Linked DNA regions of Mus musculus: all the other regions are linked to region 2. A link is a contact called in public HiChIP or PLAC-seq and promoter capture Hi-C data. All regions are on one chromosome and are shown on one strand. The core of a region is the stretch at or near the end of the contact, and the rest is flanking DNA. Distances in the headings are between cores, read along the strand shown. Region 1 holds the start of Ccdc61 (coiled-coil domain containing 61). Region 2 holds the start of Vasp (vasodilator-stimulated phosphoprotein). Region 3 holds the start of Nectin2 (nectin cell adhesion molecule 2). Region 4 holds the start of Apoc1 (apolipoprotein C-I). Region 5 holds the start of Clasrp (CLK4-associating serine/arginine rich protein). Region 6 holds the start of Clptm1 (cleft lip and palate associated transmembrane protein 1).

The links. Promoter capture Hi-C pulls out the DNA fragments that hold promoters and counts their contacts. HiChIP or PLAC-seq counts read pairs in DNA pulled down with a chosen protein or histone mark.
Region 1: a contact with region 2 is called in a FOXA1 HiChIP or PLAC-seq map of pancreatic cancer cells. The contact joins the promoter of Ccdc61 here to the promoter of Vasp in region 2. A contact is called at or near these places in 1 of 39 promoter capture datasets (second pharyngeal arch cranial neural crest), 1 of 484 Hi-C or Micro-C datasets (embryonic stem cells) and 1 of 115 datasets of contacts at active chromatin or transcription factors (pancreatic cancer cells).
Region 3: a contact with region 2 is called in an H3K4me3 HiChIP or PLAC-seq map of embryonic stem cells, with 6 times the contacts expected there. The contact joins the promoter of Nectin2 here to the promoter of Vasp in region 2. A contact is called at or near these places in 5 of 39 promoter capture datasets (cranial neural crest, liver, maxillary cranial neural crest and 2 more), 1 of 484 Hi-C or Micro-C datasets (embryonic stem cells) and 2 of 115 datasets of contacts at active chromatin or transcription factors (bone marrow-derived macrophages and embryonic stem cells).
Region 4: a contact with region 2 is called in an H3K4me3 HiChIP or PLAC-seq map of bone marrow-derived macrophages, with 4 times the contacts expected there. The contact joins the promoter of Apoc1 here to the promoter of Vasp in region 2. A contact is called at or near these places in 9 of 39 promoter capture datasets (the C10 cell line, cranial neural crest, frontonasal cranial neural crest and 5 more) and 4 of 115 datasets of contacts at active chromatin or transcription factors (bone marrow-derived macrophages, embryonic stem cells and pancreatic cancer cells).
Region 5: a contact with region 2 is called in a promoter capture Hi-C map of liver. The contact joins the promoter of Clasrp here to the promoter of Vasp in region 2. A contact is called at or near these places in 11 of 39 promoter capture datasets (the C10 cell line, the HPC-7 cell line, cranial neural crest and 8 more), 1 of 484 Hi-C or Micro-C datasets (CD8 T cells), 1 of 115 datasets of contacts at active chromatin or transcription factors (bone marrow-derived macrophages) and 2 of 9 other capture datasets (adipose tissue and pancreatic islet).
Region 6: a promoter capture Hi-C map of pre-B cells shows a contact between it and region 2, with 3 times the contacts expected there. The contact joins the promoter of Clptm1 here to the promoter of Vasp in region 2. A contact is called at or near these places in 4 of 39 promoter capture datasets (the C10 cell line, cranial neural crest, liver and 1 more), 2 of 115 datasets of contacts at active chromatin or transcription factors (embryonic stem cells and pancreatic cancer cells) and 3 of 9 other capture datasets (adipose tissue, liver and pancreatic islet).

The regions. Positions count from the first base shown.
Region 1 is chr7:18,909,134-18,912,044 of GRCm38.p6, forward strand. It overlaps Ccdc61 (coiled-coil domain containing 61), which reads right to left and starts at 1,271. Exons shown (of 14, transcript NM_001033314.3): 1 at 1,000-1,271.
Region 2 is chr7:19,270,578-19,273,325 of GRCm38.p6, forward strand. Vasp (vasodilator-stimulated phosphoprotein) reads right to left here and starts at 1,277. Exons shown (of 13, transcript NM_009499.3): 1 at 937-1,277. The coding sequence starts at 941.
Region 3 is chr7:19,748,194-19,751,177 of GRCm38.p6, forward strand. Nectin2 (nectin cell adhesion molecule 2) reads right to left here and starts at 1,380. Exons shown (of 9, transcript NM_008990.3): 1 at 1,022-1,380. The coding sequence starts at 1,109. Gm34744 (a long non-coding RNA gene) reads left to right here and starts at 1,377. Exons shown (of 3, transcript XR_881878.3): 1 at 1,377-1,756.
Region 4 is chr7:19,690,995-19,693,988 of GRCm38.p6, forward strand. Apoc1 (apolipoprotein C-I) reads right to left here and starts at 1,665. Exons shown (of 4, transcript NM_001110009.2): 1 at 1,615-1,665; 2 at 1,417-1,492; 3 at 894-1,041. The coding sequence starts at 1,474.
Region 5 is chr7:19,602,910-19,605,990 of GRCm38.p6, forward strand. Clasrp (CLK4-associating serine/arginine rich protein) reads right to left here and starts at 1,577. Exons shown (of 21, transcript NM_016680.5): 1 at 1,503-1,577; 2 at 281-396. The coding sequence starts at 379.
Region 6 is chr7:19,663,668-19,666,595 of GRCm38.p6, forward strand. It overlaps Clptm1 (cleft lip and palate associated transmembrane protein 1), which reads right to left and starts at 1,363. Exons shown (of 14, transcript NM_019649.2): 1 at 1,267-1,363. The coding sequence starts at 1,338.

The sequences.
Region 1 (2,911 bases), core at 21-2,520, 360 kb before region 2:
TGTAAACCCAAAGAGCGGAGCTTGACCCCTAGAATCCACAGAAAGGTGGAAGGAGAGAACCAACCCAGTGTTGTTGTCCGACCTCCACAGCCACAGCCATATAGCTGGTCCTTGCTACTTTGTGGGTTCTTTCCCCCAGGCTTTATCTCCCATTTTCACCCCCTAAATACTAGATAGGAGAGAAAACAAGGATAGAGGGGAAGAGAGGAATTAGGAAAACCCCTGAATCTAATTTCTTTCCTTTTGTTTCTTCTTCGACCGTGACTACTAACAAACCACAACCAACCTTCCTAAATGACCAACAACCCTGCACACATGCACATACACATACAGGCACACATGCTTCTTGGGGGCCCTAACATTTATATGCTCTCTAAAATGTTCCCAAAATTCCAAATGTCACACAATCGAAAAAAAAATTATCTGCAGCTGGCAAAAACACACTTCTGCTAGAGCAAGCGGCAAATCATAGTAAGCTGAGAACTGTCCAAAACAGGTACACCTGGGATTAAAATGAAAACATATTCTTATAATATTTCTGTGTTTTTTAAAGGAACCAAAATTCCAAAGCTGTCACTACACACCCATCCTGTGATATGAATCCCCCTCCCATCACACACTTGTGTGAACACACAATAATTTCTATGCGTTCAAGGAAAAAAGGCGAGACACTGTCTCAAAAACAAAACATAAGACTCGTTCCCGACCTCGGCAGCAGTGGTAGAACTATTGACTAACATTTCAAAGTTTGTCATCTAGCACTGCAAAGAAAGCGAGAATTAAAAGTGATTTCACGACAAATAACTTGCTCAGAGCCTGCACACAGTAAACGCCTCTGGTCCGTAGGGTAGGAACACACCCTCAACCCTGGAACCTCAACCCTGCCTTGTCTTCACCTGCCTCCATCCTCCAAACCAACTCAAGTTCAGAACCTACGGCATCTCGAGGACACCCCCTCCGCACCTCGTGGGGTGTAATATATATAAAATAAAACTCTACCTTACAAGCTCTAGTGCAGTATTCGGTAAGGGTTCTCTAAGTTCTAGCCGCGTATCTCGCGAGCGACAACATGATGCATTAAAGACCCCGTGAAATCTCCAGCTTGCATAGGTTCTGGCGTCCACCTGCGTGAAAGAATCGGTGCTCTGGGGACTCCCCACTGCCCGCGCCTGCAGCCCGCGCCTGGAGCCCGCGCCCACACCCGCGTACTCGCTCTTCACCTCCACGGACTCGATCTTCACGAGCGGTTCAACCGCCGAAGTTTCAGCTCCGCCCACATCCGGCCTTCTCACTTCTGATTGGTCTGATCTTACAGGCAGCCATGTTTCCATAAGTCAAAAGCGACGCCCGTCACTCTGTCCCGCCCCCATGGGAGAACCCGCCTTCCGAAGTTTACAATTGGTCTATTTGGAAGAGGCGTTACTAACACGTGTGGGGAGACCTCCGAGGTTTACAGTCTGTTTCTAGTGATTATTGGGTAGATATTCTGCCAATCATAAGAAAAAGGTGGTCCCTTGGAGTAGAAGGAGGATCCCGGAAATAGCATTTTTACTCCGCCTACCACACCCACCACCCCCAGCAAGGCAGGCCTCGCCCACAGAGAAGGAAGGGGCTGACTAGAGTGTGGAACTTGCTCAGAGGAAGGTCCGAGCCTTCAAGTCAGGAGGCTTAGAGGATATTCTCAACTGTAAGGACAGCCTAAGTATACCCTGATCGGTTTGCTAGACTTGGCTTTGTCAGTGCATGCATGACAAAACCTCAAGTGGCCCAAGCTAGTCTCCTATGCATCCTTGAACTCCTGATCCTCCTGCCTCCACCTTCCCGGTACTGAGATTACTGGAGTTGTACCACCATGCCTGGCATGGCACTGGCTTCATTAAAGCTCAACACAGCAAAGTAGGAGTTATTTTTTAATAGTTTTAGATTTATTTATTTTATATGTGTGAGTTTTATGCCTGCGTGTATGCCTGTGCACGACGCGTGTGCCTGGTGCCTGCAGAGGTCGGAAGACGGCGTCAGGAGCCTCGGACTGTAGTTACAAATGGTTGTGAAGCACCTTAGGGATGCTGGAAACTGAGCTCCAGGCCCTTTAGAAGAGCAGCCAGTGCTCTTTTTCTTTCTTTTCTTTCTCCCCAACCTCCTGAAGTTGTCTTGAGACATATCTCACGCTATAGCTTTGGCTAGCCTGAATTTCACTACGTAGATCAGGTTGTCCTCGAAGTCACCGAGACCCCCATGCCTCTGCCTCTACCTCCTGAGTTCTGGGATTAAAGGCACATACACCATGGCATCAGGCTAGAGGAGTTTACTTATTTATTAGATGACACTTTGTGTGTGTGTGTGTGTGTGTGTGTGTGTGTGTTAGGGTGCATGTGCCACGACCACAGCATCTGTAACCCTATTCCTAACAAAACAAGAACAGGATACCAAGCTTTCACTAGCCAGCCTGCCTAGCCACTCAGTGAGCTCCTGGTTCAATGAGAGATCCTGTTCTCAAAAATTAAGGTGTGGAGACCTTGAGGAAGATTGCAATATTCACCTCTGATCTGTGCAAGGGCAGACAAAGGCTCAGTGGGAGAGCCCCTGCCTAGAATCCCCCAGTGATGGGCTGGGGGCGTGGCTCAGTGGTAGAACCCCTGCCTAGAATCCCCCAGTGAGGGGCTAGGGTGTGGCTCAGTGGTAGAGCCCCTGCCTAGAATCCCCCAGTGAGGGGCTGGGGGCGTGGCTCAGTGGTAGAGCCCCTGCCTAGAATCCCCCAGTGAGGGGCTGGGGTGTGGCTCAGTGGTAGAGCCCCTGCCTAGAATCCCCCAGTGAAGGGCTGGGGGCATGGCTCAGTGGTAGAGCCCCTGCCTAGAATCCCCCAGTGAGGGGCTGGAGGGTGTGGCTCAGTGGTAGAGAAAGCTGCAAAGAA
Region 2 (2,748 bases), core at 27-2,526:
TTGACGCTTTCCAGCGCCCCCTCCTCCAATCCCACGGCCTGGGGAAGGGGGTAACACCCAGCGACATTGAGCCCAGGGGGAGGGACTGTGGTGTGGGGAAAGCAGCTGGCCACAGTGCTCACTCGGGGGCCCGCCCCCCACACCAGCTGTCTCGACAGGTGAGTCAGGAAGACAAAGGCCCCCCTCCCCCAGCTGCTGCGCCCCCTCCCTCCCCGGCCACCAGGTTGGGGGGGGGGGACCAGAACCGTCCTCTGGCCCGGGGGTCCAGGAGCCGCCCTGGGCCTGGAGTGCTCCAGGGCCCTAGGACCCAACCTGGTTGCCTAAGGGGAGAAGAGTCCCATCCAGACCCTCTAGGCCCCGTGGGCCAGATTCCCAAGAACTCCTCCACAGGAGAACCTCGGTGTCCACCAAATTTAGGAACATCAAGAAGTGCCCCTAAAGTTAAGGACCGCGATTCCACTCTGGGACTCTCATCCAGTGCCCTAGACGCAAGGATCCGAATTCCAACCACAACCTGAGACTCAAGAGTTTTAGGGCTAGGGTTCTCTAGCCAGCCTCCCACCTGGTTTTGAGTTTGGGGGCGGTAACTCTGAGCCCGCTTATACTAGATCATCCCTGCGAGGATCTGACTATCTGAGAACTCAGAGGTGCTCCCCCCAAAAGTCTTCAAATTCTGAGTCCCGAGAGCGCCCCTAAACCTGAAAGCCATCAAGAGAACCTCAGCCGGCACCGCCCCAAGCCTTTAGGGAGTAGTGTGGAGAAACGGGGTGTCGATATTTAGAGATCGTTCCAGAAGGCACCGGCTCAGATCTGGGACGCCCAAAGCGCTGTGTCCCCTAAATCTAGCCCCAAATGCGCTGGAGGGGGGGAGGGGGACAAAGGCGGGGCGCGGAGCCGGCTCCCGGCTGGGACCCGGCTGGAGGGTTCGGGGCTCACCTCATGGCTGCGCGGAGGGCGGGCGGCGCGCCCACGGGGAGTGCTCCCGGGGCGCCCCTGATTGGAAGTGCAGGGGTGCGGGGCTGGCTCCAGGTTCTGCTCAGTCTCTCTCGGGGTCCCGCCCCATAGAGTCCAGCTTCCTGGGGAGAACGTGGACCGGGCCGGGGCGGGTCTTCAGGCGCCTCCTCCCACCGGTGTTCTGATGTGCTGGGATCCCCTGCGATGGAAAGCGGGGTGCAGCGTCCGAACCTCGCCGGCGCACCCCCTCGGCCGGCTGCACCTACGCGGTTACTCTTACTACTGTACTCTCTTTGCTACATTTCGTTCCAAAATTCCACTCCCCGTACCCACAATTCCCTGCGCCTTAAAGGGGCCGTGGACGCCTCCAGGCGGGGGATGGAGAGCGTTTAAAAGGCAACGCGGAACCTTGGGCTTCCGCAATTGCACTCCTTTCCCGGTCTTGTGGCGTGGGGGTGCACCCTGAGCCTCACTCCGGAGTTGGAGGGGAAAGCTTGGTGGAAGAGACAAGGGGCCTTTCTTTGATCTCTAGCTGTCTCCACTATCAAATTCTTTAGTAGAGATCTGGGGGTGTAGGTTCTCCACTCCAACTCGCTCCGTGGACTTCTCAGTTTATTTTTTGGGGGATGGGGGTACCCTTGGTTAAGCAAGGGATCTCATCAATTTCCACCTTTAAGTAACACTTCCGCACTTCTCTTCCCCAGATCTCGCTTCTCAGGCCGAGCCCCACCCCTCGCCGCCCCCCACCCTCCCGGGGAAGGTGTGGAGGAAGTGAGCGAGGGGGCGCGGCGGGCCGCTGACTCACCGCGGCCGGGTCGTGGTTGGGGTGGGGGCGGGGGTAAGGGTGGGGGATAGACTAGGAGCGAAGGGTTGGTGGTGAGACCCCGATCTGCTCCCCACGCGGGCCCAGCTACAGCTTAATTTTGCCCACGGAGGGTAGTAGGATCGTCCCAACAATCCGGCAGGCTCAGAGGCCCGGAGACCCTCCTCTAGAGCCCCTTCCCCGCCAACACGTCCGGGCTGAGTCGAGCCCCCCCTCCCCCAAGCCTTCCGCAGTGGGACCCATAGGCCCCGCCCAGAGTTACATCATCATGCAGACACGCCCCTCCCGTAGAGCTCTACCTGGCCGGCTGAAAGGCGGTAACTCTAAGAAAATGGCAGTTCCTGACTTACTGATCGAGAAACTGAGGCTCAGAGACAGGGAATGGGTTTAGCTTATTTGGGTCCCCCCGCTCCCAAACTCACGAGAATCAATCCACGTGGCCTTTGGCCAATCCATTTCCTGGATGCTATGCTGGCTCCCTGTTGTCCTTCACTTGTAAGAACCTCAACCTTCAGGCCAAACTCTTACAGTAATTCTGCTCTAAAAAAATCTAGTACACCAGTTAGTTGTCCTGCTCAAACCAGGAGGCTGAGGCAAGAGGATCACGAGTTTGAGGCCAACCTGGGCTACAGGGTGACTTTAACGTCATCTGAGGTTATATATTTAAGAACAAAAGTGGCCTGTGGAAGTAGGGCAGCAGTTAAAGGGGGGGGGGGGATGGAGAGATGGCTCAGCGGTTAAGAGCACTGACTGCTCTTCCAAAGGTCCTGAGTTCAAATCCCAGCAACCTCATGGTGGCTCACAACCATCTATAATGAGATCTGATGTCCTCTTCTTGTGTGTCTGAAGACAGCTACAGTGTACTTACATATAATAATAAATTAAAAAAAAAAACTTGCTACTTTTGCAGAGGACCCAAGTTCAATTCCCAACACTTACAGGGCTAATAACTGTAATTATAGGGTTACGTT
Region 3 (2,984 bases), core at 130-2,629, 480 kb after region 2:
GAAAACTTCCCCAGGGACGTTGCCACTCACAAGGAAAGGGGGAAGGGGAGGAAAACTGCAAACCTCCCGGGCTCTGACTCTACCTGGGACACAGCCGACTAAGTTCCCAATTTCAGGCTACGTCTTTAAGCCTTTGATTATATTTGGGGGCAGAGGGGTAAAGGTCAGAGTCCCTTGATCATTAAATTCCATTGCCTACAGCTAAATCCGAACCTGCCAAGATAGTGCCTCTGGACCCTAACTGCACCTGGACCCCAGCGAGCAGAGCTCTTTGCCCACAGTTAAACCCAAGACCCACAAGTTTGAACCCCTTTTCTCCAATTCTATCTAGACCCGGGTTAGGCTCGCCTTCTGAGATCCTGGAGGCAGAACCTCTTAATTTTCCCAGAACCCAGGGGTCAGTGTCTGTAAACTCCCTGAGGCTTGCACTCCAGACTCACACCCTTCCTGCCCCTGAGTGCCCCCAACTCTCATCATTGGTTTGCCAAGGGCTCCCAAAGACCGAACTCATCCCCCCCCCAACACACACTCGTCTTGGGAACCTCGACTGTGGGTCCCCTCGCGCCCAATTCTCCCCGGGCCTCGGATGCCCAACCCAACAAGAAGGAAAAGAAAAAAAAGGGGGGGGGGTGTCGTCCCTCCTCACCATCACGACCCTCCAGCTAGTGTGAGTGGGGGGAACATTCTCCACATTCCTGAGGGGGGAGAGCAGAGACGGAAATCCAGATTCCGGATAAGTGATCAGCACAGGATGGGGAGGATTTAACCCTTTCCACGCCGAGGGAGGTGGAGGGGGTCAGAAACCCGGGTTAGAATGGACACTTGTGATTACGCGAGGTGCAGAGAGGGAGGTTAGGAGACTCGGAGAGAGAGCCCGGTGTGTTGCGAGAATCTCGATCAGTAGGGCCAACCTAGAAGGGGGCACGAGGGAAAGGGGCCTCGGGGAGCTGGGAGTGAGGTGGGGGACGATGCCCCGTTCCCTCCCTTCTGAGGACTGACGAAGGCATCCGCGCGTTTTCACCTGTTTCCTGAAGCAGGAGCAGTAGCAGCGGCAACAACGGCAGCGTCGGTGACAATCTGGACGGCGGGAGGACTGCGGCCCGGGCCATGGGGGGCCCGGGGAGGGACTGGGCCCGGGCAGGGGGTGCCTAGGGACCACTCTTCGTGTACCGATCGGCTGGGAGGGCAGTCAGGGGTCTGAAGTGTCCGGCTCCAGGCCGGCTTCCGCCGCTCACGGCTCCCCGGATCAGTTCGTTCGGCCCAGCTTTCCCTCGCCTGGCTCTCAGGATCCGCGCCCCCCGGCCCCTCGCTTAGCTCCAGCGGGCCGGACTCATGACGTCACAGGCCCCGCCCCTCTTCGCCAAGCCGATCCTAGGGCTCAGGCTCCGCCCCTCTCAGGGCTAAGACCCCGCCCATCCCGCGTCCCACACCTGTCTGGCCCCACGATTCTATCTCCGCCTTCTCCTGGAATTAACTATTTGACCACGCCCACTCGACATGGAGCCACGCCCACACACAACCCGGGAAGACCCACTGCGCCCCCTACTGGTCACTCTAATGAGACGCGGTCACACCCCCTTCTAAACTTCCGGTCGCCTCCCACCAGGAGAAGCCATGCCTTCTCGCCCAGACCACGCCCCACTGCCCTCTGGTTAGCCTGAGTATGTGGGCTCTCATAGGGCCTCCCTTCCTGAGGCACCGCCCCTTGGTGAGGCCACACCCCTGTCCCAGCCTTTCTCCTAGTCCTGCTGCTGTGGTAGGTCGGGGTCACTTCTTAGTGGACCCCATTTCTTTCTGATCTCTGCCCTGGGTTCTCGTGTCGCCGCATCATTTCTTTCCAGATTTCTCCTCTTTCTCTACCTCTGAGTCTCCCTCCGCATCCCCATGTTTCTCTGTGGCTCTGCTCTGGTGTTTCTTTGTCTGTCCATGTGCCTATGTCACTTAGTCCCCGTGTCTCGTTGCATTCCTTTGACTGTGTGCGTCTCTCTTTGCGTCCCTGTCACTTTCTGTTTCTTGTCTCATAGTTTTTTTCTGTGTCACTCTTAATATTCCTGTCCCTGCATCTGGCCTCTGCGTCCCTCCCACCCAGTATCCTTTTTTTATATCGCAGCCTTCCGCGAGGGGGCAGCATAAACCAACCCAGCAGGCCGAACCCCGCTGGGTGGGGCTGGACCAGTCAGTCTGTCCTCTGGCCCTACCAGTCCCTTCCGGTTGTCCTTGTCCCACTTTCTCTATCTCACCAGAATCCTGTGGTCTTTGTGGCTGGTTTTGAGGCGGCCCTTTTGTCTCTTCGTAGACGCTCCACCCTCCCCACCCCCACCCGCCTTTTCACATTCCCAGGGCCGCCGAGTGGAGCTAATGAGAAGGTCCACTTGTTGGGGATGGGGGAGGGGAACAGGTACTCCGCTGCTGAAGTACCTGACAGCCAAATCCTCCCCAAGGGCCAGGCATTTGGGGGTTTCTTGTGAGAGAGCCACCTGGGCTGGGGTAGGGCCCCTTCTCCACCGGCCACATACATGAAGCCCCTCTCCCATGTGGCAAGGCCCAAGGAGTGGACCCTGGCTCTGACCAACTTGCTTTCCACTCTTGTTAATGCTCCTATTTGTTTGCTTGCTGATTATTTTGTGTGTGTGCAGGCCGTGCTGACTTCTGAAGGGCAAATAACAACTTGCTTTGAGTTGGAAGCAGCAAGTGGGTGCCGGGGCCCCAACTCACGTAGCCAAGTTTGGTGGCACAACCTTTGAAGCCATTCCACCCACCTTGGTTTTGTTTTATGAGATGGCATCTCCTGTCGTCCTGGCTAACCAGCCAGGGATTGTAGGCATGCACTGACTCCAAGTTGAGCTAGCTCTCTCCTTTCTGAGCTGTTGCCACACCCCTTTAACAACATTGTTGATAAAGGGTTTTAGCTTTGTCTGCCCACCAGGCCCTCGTGTAAGTCTTCTCCCAAGCAGTCCCCGATCAAGCCGTGGAGAAGGAAGGGG
Region 4 (2,994 bases), core at 415-2,914, 420 kb after region 2:
TCTTATCTACAGATCTTCCCACCCCAGGGCCTTTGCACTTTCCCTCCAAAGGAAACTTCCTTTGCCAAGTTTAGGCCTGGCTGGATATTTGTAATCAAACTCAGACCTCACTTTAAATGAACGATTTGTCTACTTGCCAAACTGGCTAGCCAACCTGTTTACAGCATACCAGGTGTCTCTCAGGTGTCTTCACCTCCTGCTTTTTGTTGTTGTTTTCAATTTGAGGCAGAACCTTGCCTATAGCCCAGGCTGGTCTCAAACTCCTATTTCTGTTCTTTGCTGGGCCCTTTTTTTTGGGGGGTGGTGGTGGTGTTGAGACAGGGTTTCTCTGTGTAGCCCTGGCTTTCCTAGAACTAGCTCCAATCAGGCTGGCCTCAAAGAGATCTGCCTGCCTCTGCCTCATGAATACTGGGATCAAAGGTGTGCGCCACCACTGCCTGGCTAGTTCTTAACCCAGCATGCCCTAATCTCTCTTTGGCCAGTGTAAACTGCAGAGCCCAGGCCTGTACAGCTTCTGCTGTGCCCCTGCCCCAACTCTCCTACATTCTTTCTCTGTCTCGGAGACTCAAGTCATGACCTGTCTCAAGAGTACACAGGGAGGGGTCAGGGTCTGTCCTAACCAGTCAGCCGCCTAGCTTGGCCCTTCACTAGGACTTGGAAACATCTCTAACAGTTGGCTGGGAGTTACACCGCCTGTCTCCACACTACGAGCACTTTGACATCCAGTTCAATGACTTCAGATACAGTTCTATGACTTCAGGGAAAGTGTCAAACACTCTGGTGCAGTTTCCCCATTGTGTCAGTGTGGAACTGTCTGCTAGGGCTTTTACACACGGGCGCGCGCGCACGCACACACACACACACCACCCGCCCGTGCCCTGAAAGGTCCTAACCGGGTCTTGGTCAAAATTTCCTTCTGTTTGATATGTTCAATGGCTGCCCGGGCCTTGTCTTCCAAAGTGTTCCCAAACTCCTTCAGTTTATCCGGTATGCTCTCCAATGTTCCGGACAAATCCGGGGCCGCCTGGGCGGGGGCTGGGCCTGCCGCGAGAGGGTTGCGAGCAAACTCATTAGCATGGGGGAGGGTATTGGACACTTGATTTTACTGCACCTCTCACCTCCTTGTTTTTACGCTCCGCCCCTTCTAGGAAGATTAGCCAATTCCAAAGGGTGGTATCCTAGGTCATTGGTTACTGCGTCTTTTCTGGACAGAGTTGCCTCCTTCAGCACCCACTTTGACACAAAAATAAGGCACCTGGCAGGTGGGATGGGGGACGATGGGAGGGCGGTAGTGGAATGATGACACAGAAAGGGACCTCAGAGCCCTCCTCGAGGGTCTTCTAAGCCTGGGCCGCAGGCACAAGGCCAACTTCACACTTCCAAGCCTCTTTCTTACCTTCCAAGGCTCTTTCTTACCTTCCAAGGTCATGGCTACGACCACAATCAGGACAGGAAGAGCGATGAAGAGCCTCATCCTGGTTGGAGGGGCACCCTGGAGGCAGACGCACGGGTAGCGGGGGACATCGCTAGTATTCACCACCGCCCTCCACCATGATCCCACCACCCCAATCCCTTAGCTGTAGGTAGTGGGGGGACACTTTCCTATGCACTAACCTGGATCTAAGGATCTCTCAGGAGGCCCATGGCGGTGGGAGGATCCTGCACAGAGGTTTAACCGGTTGGGGAGGGGGCGGAGCAAGCTGGTCGCCCTCCCCCTGAGCCTCCCCCTTGTCTCTGTGTCCACCTACTTTTTCTTTTTTCTTTTTTCTCTTTTTTTTTTTTTTACATAGGCTTTTTGGCTGGCCTGGAATTTGTGATGCTCCTGCCTCTGCCTCTCTAGTGAGTTGCTGGGATTACAGGCATGCACCAACACCAACACAACCAGCCCACTCTCTTCTGTCATTCTGGTCGATACTGGGAGGCAGATCCCACATCCAGGCTTTTTATTTAGGCCCAAGGCTCGTCACTGGTCAGCATCCTCACTTCCAAATCTCATTGATCTCCACCCAGCCTTGGCTGCTCTGCCTACTCACTCTCTCTCTGAGGCTGTCCCACCTTAAGGGGGGGGGTCTTACAAACAACTCCCCTCACCCCCATCTCACCCCTAGCTCACACTGCATCCTCAGGTTAGCTCTTCTCTACCTTCTCCTTGACCAGGAGCCTCAGCTCACATTCTGTCCCGGATGCTGCACCCTGGCTCCCTTCACCTCCAATGCCTTTGCATCTGCACACCCTCAGACCTCCTCGGATGCTCTCTGGGATCTTGGCATCCCCTCATCTCCCTTCCTTAGAAGTTGCCTCTTCAGCTAGTCAAAACTGCAAAGAAGCTAAGAGCCTCTTAGCTTGCAGAGCTCCATAGTGTCCCCTAACTGGCACAACCCCCCTTCCCCCGTTTTTAGGTCTTGTGGGGCCTCCTAGGCCCCTGCAGGCCCTAAACTTGCCTCCCTGCCCCCTCCTTCCACAACATCCTTTCTCTCAGGCTAGAGTCCAAGGCCCTTCTCCCCCCCTCCCCCAGAGCTGTCATTGACCGACAGTGACCCCCTGGCAGCTGGTGGCTAAGGGGCCCAGACTCTAGGTTGGCTGGCCTGGTGCCCCTGCAACCCACGTGTCAGTTGGGGCGGGGGTGGGGGTGGGGACGACGACAACAGGGGGATGGTTGTGAAAGGGGTGGAACAGATTCTCGACCCTGGCTGGGTTGCGACATCTCTGGGGCCAACTCGGCGCTAGCTAGCTTCCAGTCCCTGTGGGCACCAGGCCTGACCCTTTTGCTTCTTGAAAGGAGTCCTGCTCAGTCCTCAAGCGCCCATCTGAATAATGTAACAGATTTCCCCCTTACTCTGCCCAGTGCTTGGTGCTTCCAGTGTCATCCTACTCTTAGCAACAAGGGCTTCCTGTGCCACAGGTAGGGTACGGGAAGCACACAGCTAAGGTTCTAAAACTGCTAGTCATTCAGTTCTTTTTTTTTTTTTTTTTTTCCTTCTTGTTTTCCTCTGT
Region 5 (3,081 bases), core at 327-2,826, 330 kb after region 2:
CTGTAAACACAGGCAGGAAGAGTATGAGTCTGAGGCCTGCCTAGGTTACCTAAAAAGACCATCTACCTAACAAGAGACGGGGTAAGGGCAGCTCAGGTGGTGCACTGCACGGCCCAGACTTCTATCTCCAACACCATAGAAAAATGGCCACAGTGGAAGGGGGTGTGGGGGAAGACGACTAGGATTGTGAGGAAAAAGAGCTCTTGCCTTGACACACCTCCAAGCCCAGGGCCCTTCCCTCTGGAGCCCGCCCGCCCCACACTCAAGTCTGCTCACTCACAATCTTCTCATAGTACTCCCGACGCCGCTCCGCCCTCTTCTTGTAGTCCACCATCATGCCTCGAAGTTTCCGCTCATGCTTCCGAGCCTCGTGCCACATGGTGCTGAGGCTTCTGCCTGAGGGAGGAGGGCACCAGACATGTCAAAGGGACTATAAAGACCACGTGGGTAGAGTTACAGTCCTCTGACATGTTGGGGTTGATCCTGATGGACTAAATTCCAAGTCCCATGGCTTCAGGGGAGAGAGAGACCCTGCTGCAGACCAGGACGCTGAGTGCACAAAAGGACTCCTAACAGTCCTGTGGCAGTAGCTCCAGAACTATGAGAAAGCTCTCTGTGACCTAGGTAAGATCTTCTCCTGGGAAAAAAAATCCTCCTAGATTCTGCTCGCTAAAGTCCATATGAAAGACTATAGAGTAGATAGCCTTTGGAAGGCTGATGCAGAACTGTCTTGAGTTCAAGGCCAGCCTTGGTTACACTGTCCAGTGTAACCTAAATATGGAGATCCTACTTTAATTAAAAAAAAAATGGCTGGGAGTGATGGTGCATGCCTTGAATCTCAGCAGTGGGAAGGCAGGACAGGCAGATGTCTGAGTATGGAGCCAGCCTGGTTTATGTACTAAGTTCCAGGCTAGCCAAGGCTACATAGTGAGATGCTGTCTGGAAAAATAAAAATGGAATTTTTGAAATAAAAGGAATGTCTGAAACCGATCCGTAGCTGCCAGGGCTGGGCTCACAAGAACCCCTAAGATCCCTCTGCAGGAACCATGCATGGTACGGGAGGGGGGTGCAGCAGTGTTGTAAGGTAGGTTAGTGGAGAGAGGCAACAGCACAGCCCAGACACGCTTGGGGAGGGGGGTGAGGCCAGGTGAAGGGCGTGGACAGAGGATGAAGATGGTCAGGCGGCTGAGCTCTAAAGGAGGGACGTGAAGCCGGCCAGGCAGGCTAAAAAGAGAGAGTGCGGCCCTGGGCCGGAGCGATGGGTGAAAGACAGGGACGGAGCTGCGTCTGGGGACCAGGGTCCGTGCCGAACCCCAAAGCCCGGATTCGGGCCTGAGGAGGGGCGAGGGGCGCAGCCTGAGGCCTGTCAGGGCGGAAGCAGGCGGGGCCGCCGTCGGGGCCCGGCGGACACCCACGGTGATCTCCGGAGCGCCTCGGACAAGGATGAGGTCGACTGCCACCGCTCGGAAGCCGGGAGGTCGGGGTCGGATGCCTGCACTCACCGGCCAGTCGCCGCCTCCCACTGCTGCGCTCGCGCGCGCTCACGACCCACACCGGAAGCGGAAGTGAGAGGTTGAGCGAAGGAGAGAGGCGGCGCTGCACAAAAGGCACTTCCGCGGTCGAGAGGAAGGGCTCTGGGATGTGGGCGTGGCTCTCGCGATTATGGGCGGGGCCTGCAGGGTGGCACCATCTGGGACCTGTCCTAAAAGTGAGAGCTTAAGTAGAGGAACCCAGAATTCCAGACACGTTTTGTTGTTGTTTTTAAAGATTTATTTCTTTTAGGGGCTGGAGTGGTGACAATCGATTGAGAACTGGAAGCTCTCGCCAAGGTCCTGAGTTTAATTGCCCGCACTCACATAGGGCTCACAACCAGTCTCTTTTTTTTTTTTTTTTTTTTTAAAGATTTATTTATTTATTATATGTAAGTACACTGTAGCTGTCTTCAGACATTCCAGAAGAGGGAGTCAGATCTCATTACAGATGGTTGTGAGCCACCATGTGGTTGCTGGGATTTGAACTCTGGACCTTCGGAAGAGCAGTCGGGTGCTCTTACCCACTGAGCCATCTCACCAGCCCAACAACCAGTCTCTTAACTGTAGTCCTATGGGATCCAGTGCCCTATTCTGATGTGCATACATGCCGAGAAAACACCCATATGCATAAAATACAAAAATAGAAAAGTCTTTTTAAAAGATTTATATTGCCGGACAGTGGTGGCACACGCCTTTTAATCCCAGCACTTGGGAGGCAGAGGCAGGTAGATTTCTGAGTTCGAGGCCAGCCTGGTCTACAAAGTGAGTTCCAGGACAGCCAGGGCTACACAGAGAAACCCTGTCTCGGAAAAAAAATATTATGTGTATGCCTGAAGGTGTATGTTTCTCTGAGATGTATACACACACATATATATTATATAATTTTATTTAATCCTATATGTACATATATATGTATACATATATGTACGTGTATATGTATATATAAATATATATGTATACACACAGACATATATGTGGGATTAATAAAAATTATCTGTAGGTTGTGTTCAGTTAATTCAACAATAGCAGGCTAGGAACAGAAAGGCCAAGAACTCAGTAGATCAGTAGATGCTCGGGCTACAAGGCTGGATGCCTCAGCTGGTCTTCAGTATACACTAGAACCACAGAGAAGGCTCTAACGCCAGTGAAGGAATGGACTTGCTAGCAAGACGATGGCAAGCAGGCAAATACCTAAAGCTTCCTTCTTCCACATCCCTATATACAATCCAGCAGAAATCGTGGCCCAGATTAGAGCTGGATTAAAAGTGTGTCTTCCCATCTCAAGATCCAGATTAGAAATTGAGCTTCCAGGGGCTGGAGAAATGGCTCGGCGGTTAAGAGCACTGACTCTTCTTCTGGAGGTCCTGAGTTCAATTCCCAGCAACCACATGGTGGCTCACAACCATCTGTAATGGAATCCAATGCCTTTTTCTGGTATGTCTGAAGACAGCGACAGTGTACTCACATACATAAAATAAATAAAATCTTTTTTAAAAAGTAAGTGGATCTTCCTACTTCAATTTAAGCAAAAATCTCTCACATGCATGCC
Region 6 (2,928 bases), core at 113-2,612, 390 kb after region 2:
GTCTCTCACGCCACTGCCACCCAATAATCAACAGAAACTTACAGGAGCCAGTCCCAAGGACCAGAGGCTAGGACGTCCCTGCAGACCCCGCTGGTGTATTCACCACAGCAGGGATAAACCAGCAATTTCCTGAGCTGTGTGCACCCAAGGTCTGGTTGGAAATGCCAGAAAGACTCAGTCAGAAAAGGTGGGTTCTACCTCATCACTTGAGTGTATCTGTCCCCCTCCTTTGAGACCCTACAGCCCCTCATCCCGACTTCTGTCACTTCCCGAGTCTGTTTACGCTACCATCTCCTCTCCCACTCCCCTCACTGCAGGGACATGACTGGAGACATCTTTATAGCCATAAGGCTGGCCCTCTCGCCCAAGTCCTCCATTAACCACTGGGGAAATAAAGACCCAAAGGAAGAAAACTTGTCCAAGGTCACATCCAGTCAGCTACATGCACCCCTCCCAGTCGGTACTCCTCACCCCTGAGCTGCCTCCTACACGGCAGTGACATCCCAGTGGGTGGGTCGACAGCACCTTGCTTCCACTCCATCAATTCCAGCAGAAGCCTGCACGGTGCCTGAGTGAACTGCTATGCTCTGAGGTCTCAGTTTATTTGAGGTGGTAATGGGTTGGGAGGCAAACGCGCCTGGATCAATTATTTCTCTATTTATTTGATCAGCTTGGGCTAAAACAGCGCCCATCTCAGCCCAGACCACCCACAGTCAGCTTTTTCCTAGAACGGACACCAAAACTAACCTGGGTGACCTTCTACAAGCGCCTTCGTCTTGTCGTCCCTCGGATCCTTGTCTGTGAAATGGGTCGGTCGGCCTCCGCAGCCCATGCCCTCTACCCACCACAATTACCGTATTTGCCCTGAGCTTGAAAACTCTCAATTAACCAACCACTGCCCCCGATCTCGGGCACTGCGGAGCGGACCAGGAACACCAGCCCTCTCTAGAAACAGTGCTGGAGGCTGGAACCACACAGTCGAGGACCGAGTCTGCGCCCCTCCGCGCCACCCTCTCCTCCGCTCGAGCAAGGAGTCCGCTGGACGCCCGGCGCGAGCCTGCAGGAGACCCGGCGCGCAACAGGGCCGGGTTCCCGCCACCGTCCGGCCTCCTGGGCGGCCGGGCGCCGCCAGGGCCCAATATTCAAGGTCCCTCTGGGGCATGGAGCCCCCGGTGCACCGGGTTCCTCCAAAAAGGACAAGACACTCCCTGCAGGGGTGCCCCCCGCTGGGGAAGAGCCCCCTCAGGCACCTCTCGGCCTCCGTACCTGACCAGAGCTGCCTCCCCCGGCCGCCACCACGGCGCTGCCGGCCCCGTCCGCCTCCTGCGCCGCCGCCATCTTCCTGCTCCGGGTCCCCGCCCCCGCCGCCAGCCCCGCCCCGTCCCCGACGGCGCCAGCGCGATCGCGCGAGATTTTACGCTTAACCCGTCCCCACCAGGCTTCCGTATCAGAATGGAGCGCCTCAAGCCACGCCCTCTTGAAGGACCAACTAGGCCACCGTACTCGACGTCCGCCCCTTTCACCGCAATTTGGTTGTTTTGGTCTAGCAGGGAGTGACTTCTCCGAGTGCTTGAACTTTCTATAGCAGGAAATGCTCTTTTCATGGGTTCTACTTGTTACACTCGGCCAAGGTGGATGGTTATTTTTTTGATTGTATGGTCTTCCCAAGCAATTCCACCGCAGTTCGGATGGCCGTTTCTTCTCGGGTTTTACAAAGTCGATGGTTTCGGAGCTTTTCCGGCCACCGTAGCGATTCGCTAGAGCCACGCCCCTCTTGAAGAGAAAACCCCTCTCTGGCTGCGGATTTTCGACCTAAGGGGTGGTCATTACTTTGTTCTTTTCGCTTCTGATGCGATTTCCTTGTCTTAAGCTTTCGTCATCAACCCTCGGAGACTGTAGTTCATCCTTAGGCCGTATCTGCTTTCTTACGGACACCACACCTGGAAATGGGACCCTAGTCACTTTTTTCAAATAAAGACTCGTTTATTTGTTTTATGTACACGAGCACTGTATCTTTATGTCAGCAGAGGGCATCAGATCACCTTATAGATGGTTGTGAGCCACCGTGTGGTTGCTCGGAAGTAAACTCGGGACCTCTGGAAGAGCAGATATGCTCTTAGCCGCTGAGCCACCTTCATCCCGGACCTTAGCCGCTTTTAGGCCGCTTAGTTTAGCACTCGTCTTCCATTAGGGGTCTGTGCTTTCTTGCAAACCTCGAATCTTTAAACACAAAGACAGGATCTCATTCTGTAGCCCAGGCCGGCCTCAACTCCTGATCCTCCTGCCTCAGCCTCCAGAATACTGGGATTAAAACATAACATACATGAGAGTAATAATCCTATTTTCTCCTTTTGTTTGTTCGTTTTGATGGGTAAAGGGAAAGGTCTTGAAATGAAGCCCTGGCTGTGGCAAGCATAGAACTTGCGGCATCTTCTAGCCTCATCCTCAGGAGTGCTAGGAGTGCTATCGGGGATTACAGGTTATGTCTCAGCACATTAAACAAGTGAGAGACCAATTCCTTTGGGTTCAGACTCCATCTCAGAGAATCTGACTTAAGATTGAACTCAAGTAAACTAACAGGCCGGTACCTAGCACTAGTTCTAGGCTACACCGCAACAAGAGCTTGAATAAAAAGATCCTAATGCAATTGCTTTGGATTTGGCTCCTTGGTGGTCTTTTTGGGGTTCACGAACGTTTGTTTCATGGCACAGCACAAGAACACCATGATTTTACATTAGATACAAAATCTCTCAAATTGTTAGCTACAAAGTTAGTGAATTATATCAGTTACAAAAAGTTCTCAAATTTTATAGTAACTAAAAAGTCAAAGATTGTTAGACCACAATCAAGGACTGGGAGTGTTGGTGCTCGACTTTAGTCTCAGCACTGAGAAGGCAGAAGCCAGTGAATCTCTAACTTCACCTGTTT